Regions from separate parts of the Mus musculus genome. Here region 2 is linked to region 1. Evidence: chromatin contacts called from public HiChIP or PLAC-seq data. All regions are on one chromosome and are shown on one strand. Each heading gives the region's core, a stretch centred on a gene start, on an enhancer-like site or on the middle of the called end of the contact. The rest is flanking DNA. Distances are from core to core; before and after follow the strand shown.

What was found. HiChIP or PLAC-seq counts read pairs in DNA pulled down with a chosen protein or histone mark.
Region 2: an H3K4me3 HiChIP or PLAC-seq map of bone marrow-derived macrophages shows a contact between it and region 1, with 2.1 times the contacts expected there. The contact joins the enhancer-like site here to the promoter of Plek in region 1. A contact is called at or near these places in 5 of 39 promoter capture datasets (the C10 cell line, the HPC-7 cell line, embryonic stem cells and 1 more), 1 of 484 Hi-C or Micro-C datasets (myeloid progenitors), 3 of 115 datasets of contacts at active chromatin or transcription factors (bone marrow-derived dendritic cells, bone marrow-derived macrophages and effector CD8 T cells) and 3 of 9 other capture datasets (adipose tissue, liver and pancreatic islet).

The regions. Positions count from the first base shown.
Region 1 is chr11:17,007,182-17,013,734 of GRCm38.p6, reverse strand. Plek (pleckstrin) reads left to right here and starts at 5,017. Exons shown (of 10, transcript NM_019549.2): 1 at 5,017-5,178. The coding sequence starts at 5,137.
Region 2 is chr11:17,179,419-17,186,361 of GRCm38.p6, reverse strand. Ppp3r1 (protein phosphatase 3, regulatory subunit B, alpha isoform (calcineurin B, type I)) reads right to left here. Exons shown (of 6, transcript NM_024459.2): 2 at 4,216-4,255. Among named protein-coding and RNA genes, the nearest start is that of Ppp3r1, 24 kb to the right of the region's middle. Within about 2 kb of position 5,416, at least 27 of the 459 cell types and tissues checked have an H3K27ac peak or open chromatin away from gene starts, as enhancers often do. A contact at or near this core is called in the HPC-7 cell line, bone marrow-derived dendritic cells and bone marrow-derived macrophages, where this site is marked.

The DNA of each region.
Region 1 (6,553 bases), core at 3,768-6,267:
GGCTATTATAGATACAGATCCTACGAACATAGTGGAGCATGGGTTTTTGTTATATGTTGGAGCATCTAAACACAGACACAGTGAACTAACAGAAGTTATGAACCAAATGGATTTAACAGATATCTACAGAACATTTCACCCTAAAACAAAAGAATATACCTTCTTCTCAGCATGTCATGGTACCTTCTTAAAAACACACTCGAGAGGAGTAGATGGCAGGAAATAATCAAACTCAGAGCTGAAATCAACCAATTAGAAACAAAGAGAACTATTCGAAGAATCAACCAAAGAGCTGGTTCTTTGAGAAAATCAACAAGATAGATAAACTCTTAGCCAAACTAACTAAAGAGCACAGAGACAGTATCCAAATTAACAGAATCAGAAATGAAAAGGGAGAAATAATAAAAGCTGAGGAAATTTTAAAAAATCATCAGATCCTACTACAAAAGCCTATACTCAACAAAACTGGAAAATCTAGATGAAATGGATGATTTTCTAGAAATTGAAGTCTTGAATGACATTGGTTGAGAATTTCCTTTACTGACCAGCAGATGTTGCTAAGAAGTCATGAGGAGGCTAGGTAGGGAAACATCAGAACCAGCAGGAACTGAAACCAGTAAACTTATGAATAGCCATGAACTGAGACAGGCAAGCTCAAGAAAGATGACTTCCATTGTGTCTCTAGATATAACAAACTGTCTGTCTGAATACAGACAAAATGAAGCACCATCTTTATATGTTTCTTTTTTGTGCAAGAGGTACCAAATGTTCTTTTACCCAACTATATTTTCTAATAATGTCTAACTAATGTCACTGTAACGGAGAACTGTTAGCAACCCTTTGAAATGTTATGTGATGAGTACTTGTATAAAACATTGAAAATAGAAGTAGTGACTGCTGTTGGAAACAGTGCAGAAAACGGAAGGGAATGACCTGGAAGGCTCTCCTTGAAATGTCAAATGGCTTCTTCCCAACTCTGCAGGCTCTCAGATTCCTTTCCCTCTTCTCTGTTACCTCCTGTGCTTATAGCACCTGGGGTTCACTCTTGGGAAACAGTCCATTCTTTCTACTGTTCAGGGTCTATTGTGTGTGTTCAGTTGTCATGCTGCCCCTTCAGTGGTCAGAGGATGGAATCCGAGGTTAGTTGTGACCTATCAGAAGCCTGGCACTCAGAAACTGTGTGGGGATTGGAAGTCATCTCAGAGTTATTCTCAGAGTCCTAGTTTCCTTATTTATAAGAAACAAGACTGTACTTTCCCCCATGGGTTTCTCTAGCGACTAAATTAAATGAGGTTGAATGAAAAACATCTGCTATAGTGCCTGGTGTAGAAGCAGTATGCACGGTCTTTTTGGTATCCTAAAATGGCATTCTGGTAGTTCTTGTTCCCTAGAAGCCCAGAGACACTTTGTTTCCTTCCTTTCTAAGACACCAGTCTTCATTCCTCCTTCAAGTTTCTGAATCATCTTATTTTCTTCAGCAAATTCGCATTTGCCTCTGTCATCAAAAGAAACAGCTTCCAACTATAAGGAATAGAAGCAATGGTTTATTCTAGAGCAACTATGAGAGAACATGGTCCACAAACATTCATTTAGATCTCCCTAAGTATAATTTTCCATCATGGAAGCAGTTTTTGGAATTTGCATAACAGCAGAACAAAGAGAGTTACAAATCAAGGCATTTCAAATATACATCGGCAAGAACATCAGAGATGTTACACAGGATGGGAGACTCTTTCTTATGGTCCTCAGATGTTACCTGGTAACATTTTTGGTTTGGGGCTGGTTGAAGATAATGGTCTGCTGAATTGATAAGTTACAGAATGTTTTTGTCTCTCAGTCACAGGATGTTAGTTTCCACGCAGAGGTAAGAAAGAGAGTGGCTATTTAGGGAGTCAAAGCTAGCCCAAGATTAGGTGCAACCTAATGATAAAACCTAAGGTGAATGACTAAGTAACTTTCCCATTATTATAGAGGTTTATTCTTTAGAATGTTAGCTTTTCAAAACTGCATTTAGTTTTTTAGGGCAGCTATAAGCAAGTATCTCTAAGTAGGTGGCTTAAAACACAGAAATACCTTATCTTATGCTTCTACAATAAGCCATGTTTTCTGAAAGACACCCTTGCTTATGTCTTCTAGTTGGTGCTCTTGGCATCCCTTGGATTATAAACTTATTACTACAGTCTTGCCTCTGTGCTCAGAATGGGGTTTCCTTTCTGCGTGTCTCTTTTCCTTATACGAACAGTTTGGTGCCATTCTGCCCAAGCATGGCCTCATTTTCTATAACTACTTTCATCTATGGGGACCCTATTTCCAAATATGCTGCATTCTGAGGTATGGGGTTGTTAGATGTCTTTCTTTTGTTTTAATTCACAATAAACTGTCATTAAAGATTGATAAAAAGTAAGTACTCAGTCAAATAAGTTTGAAACATACTACTGAAGGAATTTCTTCTGTAAAACCTGGGGTGGAATAATGCTATTCCCTTAGTCTGCTCTCATTCCCCGAGAGGACCATGGTGCAGGTGCCTTCCCTTCTGGCTTTAGCTATTACCAGCTGTGTAATCGGAGACTAACAACTTTCTTCTCAGAGTCCTAGTTTCCTTATAAATAAGAAACAATACTGCACTTTCCCCCACTAATTTAGTTTCTCTAGCAACTAAATTAAATGAAGTTGAATGAACAACATCTGCTCTAGTGCCTGGCGTAGAAGCAGGTATGCACTTAATAGTAGGTCCTTTTGGTATCCTAGAAAGATGCTTTTATTTTCTATTTTTAGAGGATTTCATACATGAGTAGTATTTAAATAATTTCTACCCTCTTTTCTCCCCTTCCAATTTCTCCTATATTCTTCCCAAACCTGTCAACTTGATGGCATCTTCCTCTATATTATTATTGTAACCCCCCCAAGTACCCCAAAACAACAAAAACACTCATAAAATCCTACTGAGTCCATTTAGTGTTTGTGTTGCTTTTATATATCCATGTTCAGGTCTGACAGCTTGGGTAGGCTAACCTGTAATGGGGCTTATTCCTGGAGAACACGGGTTCTGATTCTCCATCCCAGCAGCCATGGATGGCTGGAGCTCTTCTTTTGAGGGGTGGGGTTTTGGGAGACTTTTCCCATCCATTTTGATATATCAACTGATATCATTATATGCATCATATATTTAAACAACCATCTTGTTGAGATTTCAAAGGTGCAGCGTCCCTCTTCCATCTAGAAGATACTATTTAGCAGTAGGCATCCCAGTCTTTTGGTTCTTACATTATTTCTGCCGCTCTTCCACAATGTTCCCTGAGTCTTAGGTTTAGGGCTTGTGTTGTAGATACATCAGTTGGTGCAAGGAACCTCATGATCAGATGTTCTTTGCATTTGAGTAGTTGTGGATTTCTGTAATGATCTCAGTCTGCTGCAAAAAGAAGCACCTTTGATGAGAGGCAAGAGCAACAGTTATGTGTGGGTGTAAGGATTAATACATTTAGAAAACTGGCAGGTATATGTTTCCCCCAGGGTCTAAGACCTGTCCAGCAATTGGCAATTGAATATGTTTACAGTGCCAAGCATGAATTTTGCCCTATTATGTGAGCCTTAAATCCAATTAGACAGTTGTTGATTACTTCCAAAATGTAAGTGCCACTACTGCACCACTGAGATATCTTGCTGGGCTGGTCATTGTTGTAGTTCACAGGCTGTAAAGCAGAAAGGATTGTTGATTAGCCTTTCTCCCTGGGCACCTTGCACAGTACCTTTTGATACTATGAGCACTAGTCCTCATGGAGGAGACTTCCTGGAAAGTTCTACCTCAAATATTCCAAGTCCTGTGTCTGAAGTATGAACTGTCTTTAGCAATAGGATCATACTTTTAATATCTGCGAGGCATCCAAGGACAATAGCAAATGGCTATAATATATATTTTCTGTCCCCTCATTGAGACAGGATCTCACCATGTAGCTCTGGCTATCCTGGAACACATTATATAGACCAGGCTGGCCTCAAACTCACAGAGATCCACCTGTCCCTGCCTCCTGAGCGCTGGAATTAAAGGTATATACAAACACATTTCATTCTATTGTTTTGAGAATTTTCTGGATCTCTCTGACCAACAATTTGAAGGGCGGTTTCCCATGCCTGCCAGGTACTGGGATTTTTGTTAGATAGTCTATGGCTTTTGTGGCACAACTTCACTTCAATGCCCCCCACACACACCATATATGTATTTTTATAAAAATAACCATATGAAATAATGTTTTCCTTAGGGCTTTTCCAAACATCCTAAGTACTATTTGTCTCTTCTTCCTCCTCTACTTCTGAATTACCTTTCTTCTTCTCTCCCCATTTAAAGCTGGTTCCCCACTTCCCCCTTTCCTTGTTCCTATTAAAAGGGATAACACCTGTATCCCATTAAACCCATCTCTGGAGTGCACTGTCCCCCACCCCCCTTGGATGATCTCTTTCTACTTTCCTGACTTCTATGATGACTACAAGTTACTTATTCAAATCTAAAGATCTGGATCTAGGATTCATAAACAAGAGAGGAAATGGGACATTTGTCTTTCTAGGGCTGGGTTACGTTAGTATAATATTTTTCAGTTCACCCACTCATCTGAAAATTTCATGATTTCATTTTTCTTTACAGCTGGGACTCCTAGGATTTGTGGGGACAACAAAGACAGGGTGGGTGGGTGTGTGTGTGGGGTGGCGAGCACTCACCTGACTGGCTGGGCCACATGCCAGTGTGGGGATGGAGACAGCGTCTTGGCATTTTATTAAGTACTTTTTCAATACTTCAAGAACAATTCCTAAGCAGGACAGTCTCAGGCGATAAAGTTTTATTATTCATCTCTTACCATTTTTTTTCTCTTTAGGTCAGGACTTTTACATATGGGTAAATATTTGACTAAGCTGTGCGTTATTATTTCCATCATTAGGAAAGCATGGGCTGTTCAGATATCTAGTTCCTCTTTCTGACTCGTCACCCCAGAGAGGGGAAAAGGATGTCATCACGTAGTCACCAGCAGAAGAGAAATTGTGAAAGAGACCTCCCTGTAAAAAGGGCAGCCCACAAACACCTCAGCCTTCAGAGGAGACTGAGCTCCTCAGACGACAAGAGTGGACCCGTGTGTCTCCCCACCAGGCATGGAACCAAAGCGGATCAGGGAGGGATACCTTGTGAAGAAGGTAAGTAGGGAGGTCACTTACAAGGCTGGACTTAGAGAGGGGCTTACAGGGGATTAGTGTTTGCTCCATACTCTCTGTCCATCCCTTCCAGGGATGCTCCATGTTGGATCTATTAGATTAGGATGAAAGAGTATTACATCATACAGTGTACTGGGGTGGGGCTACCTCCATGTGTTCCCCTACACCCTTTTTTTCCCCTTAAAAGTGAATTAATCTAGTTCGGGCTTCAGCACAGTTTGCCCTTACGAGCCTGAGAATTCGAACATTCAGGGTGTGGACGATGAAAATCCAGATTTAGTTTTTCATGATTTAAAACACGTTGCAACAGCTAAACATTGCCTTCTGTGGGGGGAAAGTCTCAAATTGTTCTGTTAGAAAAGCTGCTTGGAGAACTGTTTAGCTCTTATTTAAATTGACAGGGCTGTAGAAGAGTTAGGGGTTGCCAGTGTTTGTGTGAGCAACAAGCAGAAAAACAATATAGCTAATTTCTTGGGCGTTCTCCCACTTACGCTTCTGTTTCAAGGGTGTGAAGGTGGTTCCAGGTGGTGACGGTGGGTGTTGGCTGTAGTCTTTTACCCACAACTTAATGAATTTGTATAACAGTCCACCAAAGTGGTAGATGTATCATCTTAAAGAACAGAAGTGGAAATGTGAGAATGCCAAAAATAGCTTAGTGTTATGAAAATTTGAATTTTGATGCTGTTTCTAGTCTTTGTGCTGCTGGTGTTGTGTGCTTTGAGTTGTGAAAGCTCCTTACCTGGTGAATTCACACATCGGGACTGCTGGCATCCTGTGGGCAATACTCTGTGCACAAACACACTTCATGGAGCCAAGTGGGTTCATGAAGCCGCTCAGAAATGTTGCTTCTGACTAAACTTCCACAAGAAGCTTTCTAACCACATGAGCAGCCAGTGTTGCTCTTATCTTTTTAAAACTCAATGCAGTTAATTAAATATCTAGTTAATCAAGTTTTGAGAATGGGTCTTACTCTATAGCTCTTAATGTATTTCCAAGGCTAACCTTAAATTGGTTGCAAGCCTCCTGCCTCAGTCTCCCAGACCCTACGATTTCAGGAATGAACAATCTGGTCCAGCTGCATCTTTATTTTAGCTCATCCATCTGTTTCTTTTTACCTTAAAATGTTCTATGTCTATGAACATAGGACACTAAATGGTACATATCACAACCTGGTTCCACTTTTTATTTCAAATTAGAAAGAAACTTTCATTCATCTGTGTCATGCCCAGAGGTATGTATGACAGAGTCAGGAGAAATACCCTCTCTATCCCCTGAGCCCTGAGATCTCTGTTTAGCACCCTAAGGTTTTCCTGAAGGAAAGCTAATCTCCACTAGTGCTTACAGTTTATCTGTGGTG
Region 2 (6,943 bases), core at 4,167-6,666, 170 kb before region 1:
CCTAGAAAATTTAGAAAAACACAAAACCTGTATTTTGCCAATAAAATATAAAGTCACTAAGTCCTTTTGGAATCCTTCTGACTGTGAAATAAAGATGGCTTGGCAGGTAAAGACAAAAGCCTGAGTTCTCTCCCTGGGACACACAAGGAAGGGGAACAATGATTGCCTGACCCGACCCTCTGACATGTGGGTAGACAGAGACACTGGCTGGGGTGTGCAGACACACCCACACATGAAATAAGTAAACAAATAGAAAACCAACAAGACTTGTCTCTGTCTACAAAATCTACAAATGCTCCAAGTCTGGCGTATTGTCTCTGCTCTAGTCACTAATGATATCTGGATGAGTTTGGTGGGGAGGAATTCAAAATGCTATTGCTATTGTTCAATTTGATTTATTCTGTAGCTAACTAAGCATTTACTTTTCCAAAGTGGAATCTGCTGTGATACTAGAACAGTAAGATATCTCAAATTATTAACCAAAAATGGGTTACAATTTATACAATAAATATGAATTTTCCTAAAACTGTCCATTCTGTTTGAGGTTATAGTTATGAAACATGATTACCAGAAGAAAAACTGGAACTAAAGAACTATTTCAAGGCCAGGTGGTGATGGTACTACAAGCCTTCAATCTCAGCACTCGGGAGGCAGAGACAGACAGAATCTCTTTGTTGAAGCCTTATCAAGTGAGTTCCAGGACAGCCAAGGCTATACAGAGAAACCTATCTCAAAACAAACAAAAAATTATTTCAAACACTCTGAACAGCAAACATAGATAAAAAGCTTTGCTAGATTCAGATCTATAGATAAATAGCTATAGATATATTTATCTGATAGAAAATAAATATCTAAGATGAAGAACTCAAAAAACAAAATGCCAAATACAAATATTGAACAAATAATAAGTAGGTAAATGAGATGAAAACACGTTTCAAAAGATGAAGTGAAACTCACACACACAAACACACACACAAACAAGAAAAAACTATTCAGCACCCTTAACCATGAGGGAACTCCCGACTCACACCAGTCAGAATGACTGTCATAAAAACAAATCAAATGCTGGCAACAACTTGGGGTGGGGGTGGGGCTTTTCTACACTGCTCATGGGAATGTCTATTAGTAAAGCCACTGTGGATATCAATGTGACCCAGCTATGCCACCCAAGCATAGCCCCATAGGACTCTTATGAAAGAATGAAATTACAATAGTAAGCAAAATAACTGAAACTGAGAACAAGAAAAGTGCCATGTTTCCTCTCAGTTTTGAATTTATGTATGACAGGAAAGTACAAGCAAGATAGACCGTGGGAGAGGAGAAAATAATGGGGGGATATGAATACAGCACCTTATACGCTGGAATGAAATAGATGTCTGCAAATCTGTCACTATCTACACACAAAGAGTATAATATACATCAATAAAAACAAATTCCTTATAGACCAGCAGTTTAATATTCTGCACCAAACAGATCAACTATCAAATGTACAGAAGAAAAGAAAGTTACTACCAACATGTGAAAGACTAAAGTGGTATATTATAACATGGATAGTCATGAACATTTCAGCAGTCTATTTTCTTAAACATGAAGCCTTGGTAGTTTTAAGACTCTTTAGGGCCTAAGAGATGGCTCAGCGCACTCCCTGCTCTTGCAGAGTACCTAGCCAGATTCTAGTACCCACACCCAGGTAGCTAACAACTGCATCTAACTCCAGATTCAGGGGACCAGCCTCTTCTGGTCTAACACTTGCACACAGAGACCTAGGCACAAATGAAATTAACAAAAATAAAATGGCCAGATTTTAGTTTTGAATCGTAAATTTACAAGTATTCACACGGGCTTTTGGTATTTCTAGATTAAAATTCTTAGATACTTCAAAATTATCAAGTAATAGTCAAATGGATAAAAACCAGACATCATCAATAACTCATGAACTAGATACTGACAGATGCCTGCGATTCCAGTACTCAGAATGTCAAGGCAGGAAGACCAGAGGCTGACGATTAACTCTGTATTATACATGTTCCCCAAATCTACTGTGCTCTCTAGGGTTCTACTACAGACAACTAAATCAAATGTGTTAGCTGACAGACCATAGTCTTTTGAGACACAGTTTCATTACATATTCTAGTATGACCTCCAACTCATGGCAATCCTCGTATGCTACCAAGGGAAGGAGGGGGGAGGGGAGAGAAAGAGAGAAGAGTAGAGGGAGGGAAGGCAGACTGCATTAAACTTGTAAGAACATTTACAAGCCACACTATGAAAGGGCCTATTCTAAAATCAGGAAGCTACAAAGTGAATGTTAAGCTTCTGGCTCTAGAACTTTGCAACCACACAAACAACTCTAATCCTAAATTAACATCCAGCCTTTCAAATATTAAGCTTCCATCTAATATACATATAAAGTTAAGACCTGGACTGGCAAAAATGCCTCAAGAGGGTAAAGGGACTTGAGACGACCTGAATGCAATCCCTGGACCTCACACAGAGATAAGAAAGAACAGACTCTCCGGCAGTGGTGGCACACACCTTTAATCCCAGCACTCGGGAGGCAGAGGCAGGCGGATTTCTGAGTTCGAGGCCAGCCTGGTCTACAGAATGAGTTCCAGGACAGCCAGGGCTACACAGAGAAAGCCTATCGAGAGAGAAAGAGAGAGAGAGAGAGAGGGAGAGAGAGAGAGAGAGAGAGAGAGAGAGAGAGAGAGAGAGAGAGAACGAACGAACATGAACAGACTCCATGGTTGTCTTTTAACTTCCATGCACATGCTATGGCACATGTGTCCACACAGGCATGCCATATATAAACACACAATAATAAGAGCCAGTCATGATGTGGTGGTATGAATAAGAATGGCCCCCATAGTCACTTAGATGAAATGGTTGGCCACCAGGGAGTGGCATTTTTGAAAGAATTAGTAGGCATGGCTTTTTAGAGGAAGTGTGTTACTGGGGGTAAAACCCAAGCCAGGCCCAGAGGCTCTCTGCTGCCTGGGGATGTAGAACACTCAGCTACACATCCAGCAACATGTCCTGGCATGCCTTGATACTCTGCCATGATAATGAACTAAACCTCTGAAACTGTAAGTCGGCCCCAATTAAATGCTATCTTTTCTAAGAGTCGTGATGGTCATGGTGTCTCTTCACAGCAACAGGACACTGACTAATGGATGCTTTTAATCCCAGCACTTTAGAAGCAAAGAAGCAAAGGAGAGCAGATCTCTGTGAGTTCAAGACCAGCTCCACATTAAAAGTTACAGGCTAGCAAAGGCTACACTATAAGAACAGGTCTCATAAACAGACAGACAAATAAGGGGCTGGCAAACAAACAAACAAACAAACAAACAAAAAAACCACAAAACAAAATAATAACAAACAAGACACACCAGTAAAGATGCTTGCCACCACACCTAATAAACTACCTCAATTGGATCCTATGGACCTGTATGGTACAAAGAAAAATACCAATCCCCACAAATGTCCTACTCATCTCTACTTACACTGACACTGTGGCAAACGTGTGAGCCCTGCCCCCCACATCTGTATGTAGGGATAAGTAAAATGTAGTTAAAAAGCCATCCCCAAGCTTATATAGAAACATTTACAGTAGCTGAAGTCTTTGACAACTGACTTTCACTCTAGAAATCTGCTGGTCTTCAGAGTCACCCTGACCCATTCCATCAAAATCCAAAAGTCTCAAATGTCAAAATACAATTTTCACACATCTGTTTCTCTTCTCCCTAGTTCAGGTGGCAGCTGACCCAGTTATGTGACAAGTTCTAGCCCACGAAACTCGGCTTTCATGTTTTTGCAATTCCATTTCCCCAATGATCTGGGGAATTCTGGGTACAGTTATTAACATTACAAAACAAAGAAGCCCAGATCCATGGATCAACAAATAGAAAAAAAAAAAACAAAACAAAACAGAACAAACAAAAAACATGATTACAAATTCACTTTGAAAAGAGCCCTCTTAGTTCACAGAGATTTAGGGGTTTAACCTTTAATGTTGTGTATATATTAATAATAAAATCTACTTTTTAAATATTTCCTACTTCAGTAACTTCAAGAGTGTGTGTTCCATGCCTTCTCCATTTTAAATGTAGGCCACATTTGATAAAAAATCAAGTACTCATCATAGAGATGTGTGCCTGCCCCTCCCCCCAGATTCATAAGCAAAACACATGCTTGCTCTCATTATATTCAACTTACAGTGTGAGCACATTTCCAAAGGGTAACTCGCCTCATTTCCCTGGGGAAGGAAGAAAGAATCAATTAGTTATGAGATATACCTAAATATCTTTAGAATATTAAGCAACTATTTTATCGGACAAAACAGGCAAATGAGCTATAAATTCTAAACATAAATTTATGTTCAGAATTATAAACTATACTTACTTTTTAACTGGCAAGAAAACATATCAAGTATTTGTAGCACCATAAACACACTACACAGAAAATCCCACATTTCAGAGACTGGCAATGCACGGCTTGTCTGGCTGGATGAGCTGTTTGGTTTGTTTATTTCTTTTTTGAGACACTGTTTCAAAGCTCGGGCTGGCTTACACTCCCAGTATAGGCAAGGTTGACTTTGAATGTCTGAATCAAAAGCTTGTGCCAACACATCAGGCTAACTTATTTTGTTAAAAAGCTAATCATTTCTAATTCTAATCATTTCTGCTTAGAGTTTAATAAGACTGCAATATGCGCTGTTAAGAAGAGAATCCTCATTACCAAGTACACTCATTCACTAAAACAGAACTTTAAAATTCTGTAAGATGTTAACAGCAATGTTAATAAACCCTGTACAAAACAGCCATTAAAACTTGCTTCTAGCGGGGGGTGGGGGTGGGGACCTTGCTTCTAAGTATTTCTTTATATAAGAAGTCATCCTGTTGCCTAACTTATGTATTTTCTCCATTAGAGGAGGGAAAGGGTATTCTAGAGAAAATACAGAGCCGTGTTTCCTAAAGCTAACATGTTTTAAACTTACATAAGAAAGCCTGCAGAACTGAAGTATTGTACAATATGACCACGTAATTCACAAGATCACTTGATGATGAAGTCCTCAAATAATCAGCTGCTTGGTTTTTCAGGGTAACCTATGTATTTGGTATTTTTGACAAGTCTTACTACGGAACTGTCTGGCACGGAATTTACTAGGTAGAGCAGGCCAGCCCTGAACTCATCCTGCGTCTTTCTAACATGTACTAAAGGTGTGCACTTGGAGCCCAGCAAAGAACCGTCATTATACTGAGTAAAGTACAAACCAAACCAAAAAACAAAACAACAAAAAACCCACCACCACCATCACCACCGCAGCAGATAATATCTGCCAACTAGGAGTAATGCTCCATCAGCCGTGTGACTAGTACAGAACAGGACATCAGGAAGTTGCATCAAGCAGCACTTTTCAGAAATGAGTTGCAATCACTGATATAAAAAGGAACCTGGGGTCTGCCCTTGGAGAACTGAGAAGTACAGGAACATACAGAGACCTACAATCTGCAGCACCCTGAAATCTATAGGGAGCTCCTTCCAGCTTCAGTTGCATTTGGACATCCCAAAGCCAAGGATAGAACTAGTAAGTGGACTAAACTATCTCTGATGCTCACAGAGCTGGGAAGGCTGTGATGCAAGAGGGGTGAGCAGACCACAATACACAAGGCACTGGGGTGCAGTCCAGCAAAAGAGCACAAAATTCAATGTCTGACAATGAAAAAAGCATCATATTATAATTGGAGTAAAACATTTTCAAAAAAAAAAAGCCACGCAGAGAAGACCATAATTATATTCTACCACCTAATTTATATATATAAAAAATAAAGTAAATCTATATTCTATTTTCCTATAATATTCTCTATTCATAATACTAGAGTCTCCTATTCTCTATTCATATAATATATTCTACTCTCCCATAATACATATCATAAATATGTCCCAACAAAATACATCAGGCACAGTGGTGCACATCTGTGACCCAGGAGTCAGATGATAAAGGCAGAACAAGTAATCCTCATTGATTTTGTGAGTTCAAGGCTGGCCTCTATGACATGAGACTGTCTTTTCTGGGGGTGGGGAGGTATCTCTATAGGATTTGTCCTATTTTATTGTTGGTGACGGTTTTGTCAACCTGGGGGCCCACCTGGATATCCACCCACTCTGGCACATCAAGTCTCTGGGAGGCTACGCACAGCCTCTCCCACTAAGGGCAGACAAGGCATCACAAATTTCACCCATGTGGCAGGATACAAAATTAACTCAAAGAAATCAGTAGCCCTCCTTTATACAAATGATAAACTGGCCAAGAAAGAAACTAGGGAAATCACACCCTTCCCAATAGCAGCAAATAATATAAAATATCTTGGTGTAATTCTAATCATGCAAGTTTAAGATGAAAGCTGGAAAGATCTCCCATGCTCATGGACAGGTAGGACTAACGTAGTCAAAGTGGCTATTTACCAAAAGCAACCTAAAGAGTCAGGGTAAGCCCCACCAAAATTTCAATACAATTTTGTATAGACCTTGAAAGTACAATTTTCAACTTCACATGGAGAACCAAAAAAACCGGGATAGCCAAAATCATACTGAACTATATAAAAGGACTTTGGAGGAATCACTATCTCTTACCTCAAGCTGTATGTACTACAGAGCAGTATTATTAAAAAAAAAAAAAACAAACAAAAAGAAAAACAAACAACTTCATGGTATTAGTAAAGAAACAAATCAATGGAATCGAGACTCAGAAATAAGCCCAGACACCTATGGATATTTGATTTTTGATAAAGAAGCCAAAACCATACAATGGAAAAAATAAAGCATCTCCAACAAATGGTGGTGATCTAACTGTATGTCTATACGTAAAAGAATGAAAATAGATTCATATTTATCACCTTGCACAAAACTCAAGTCCAAGTGGATCAAGGACCTCAACCTAAGG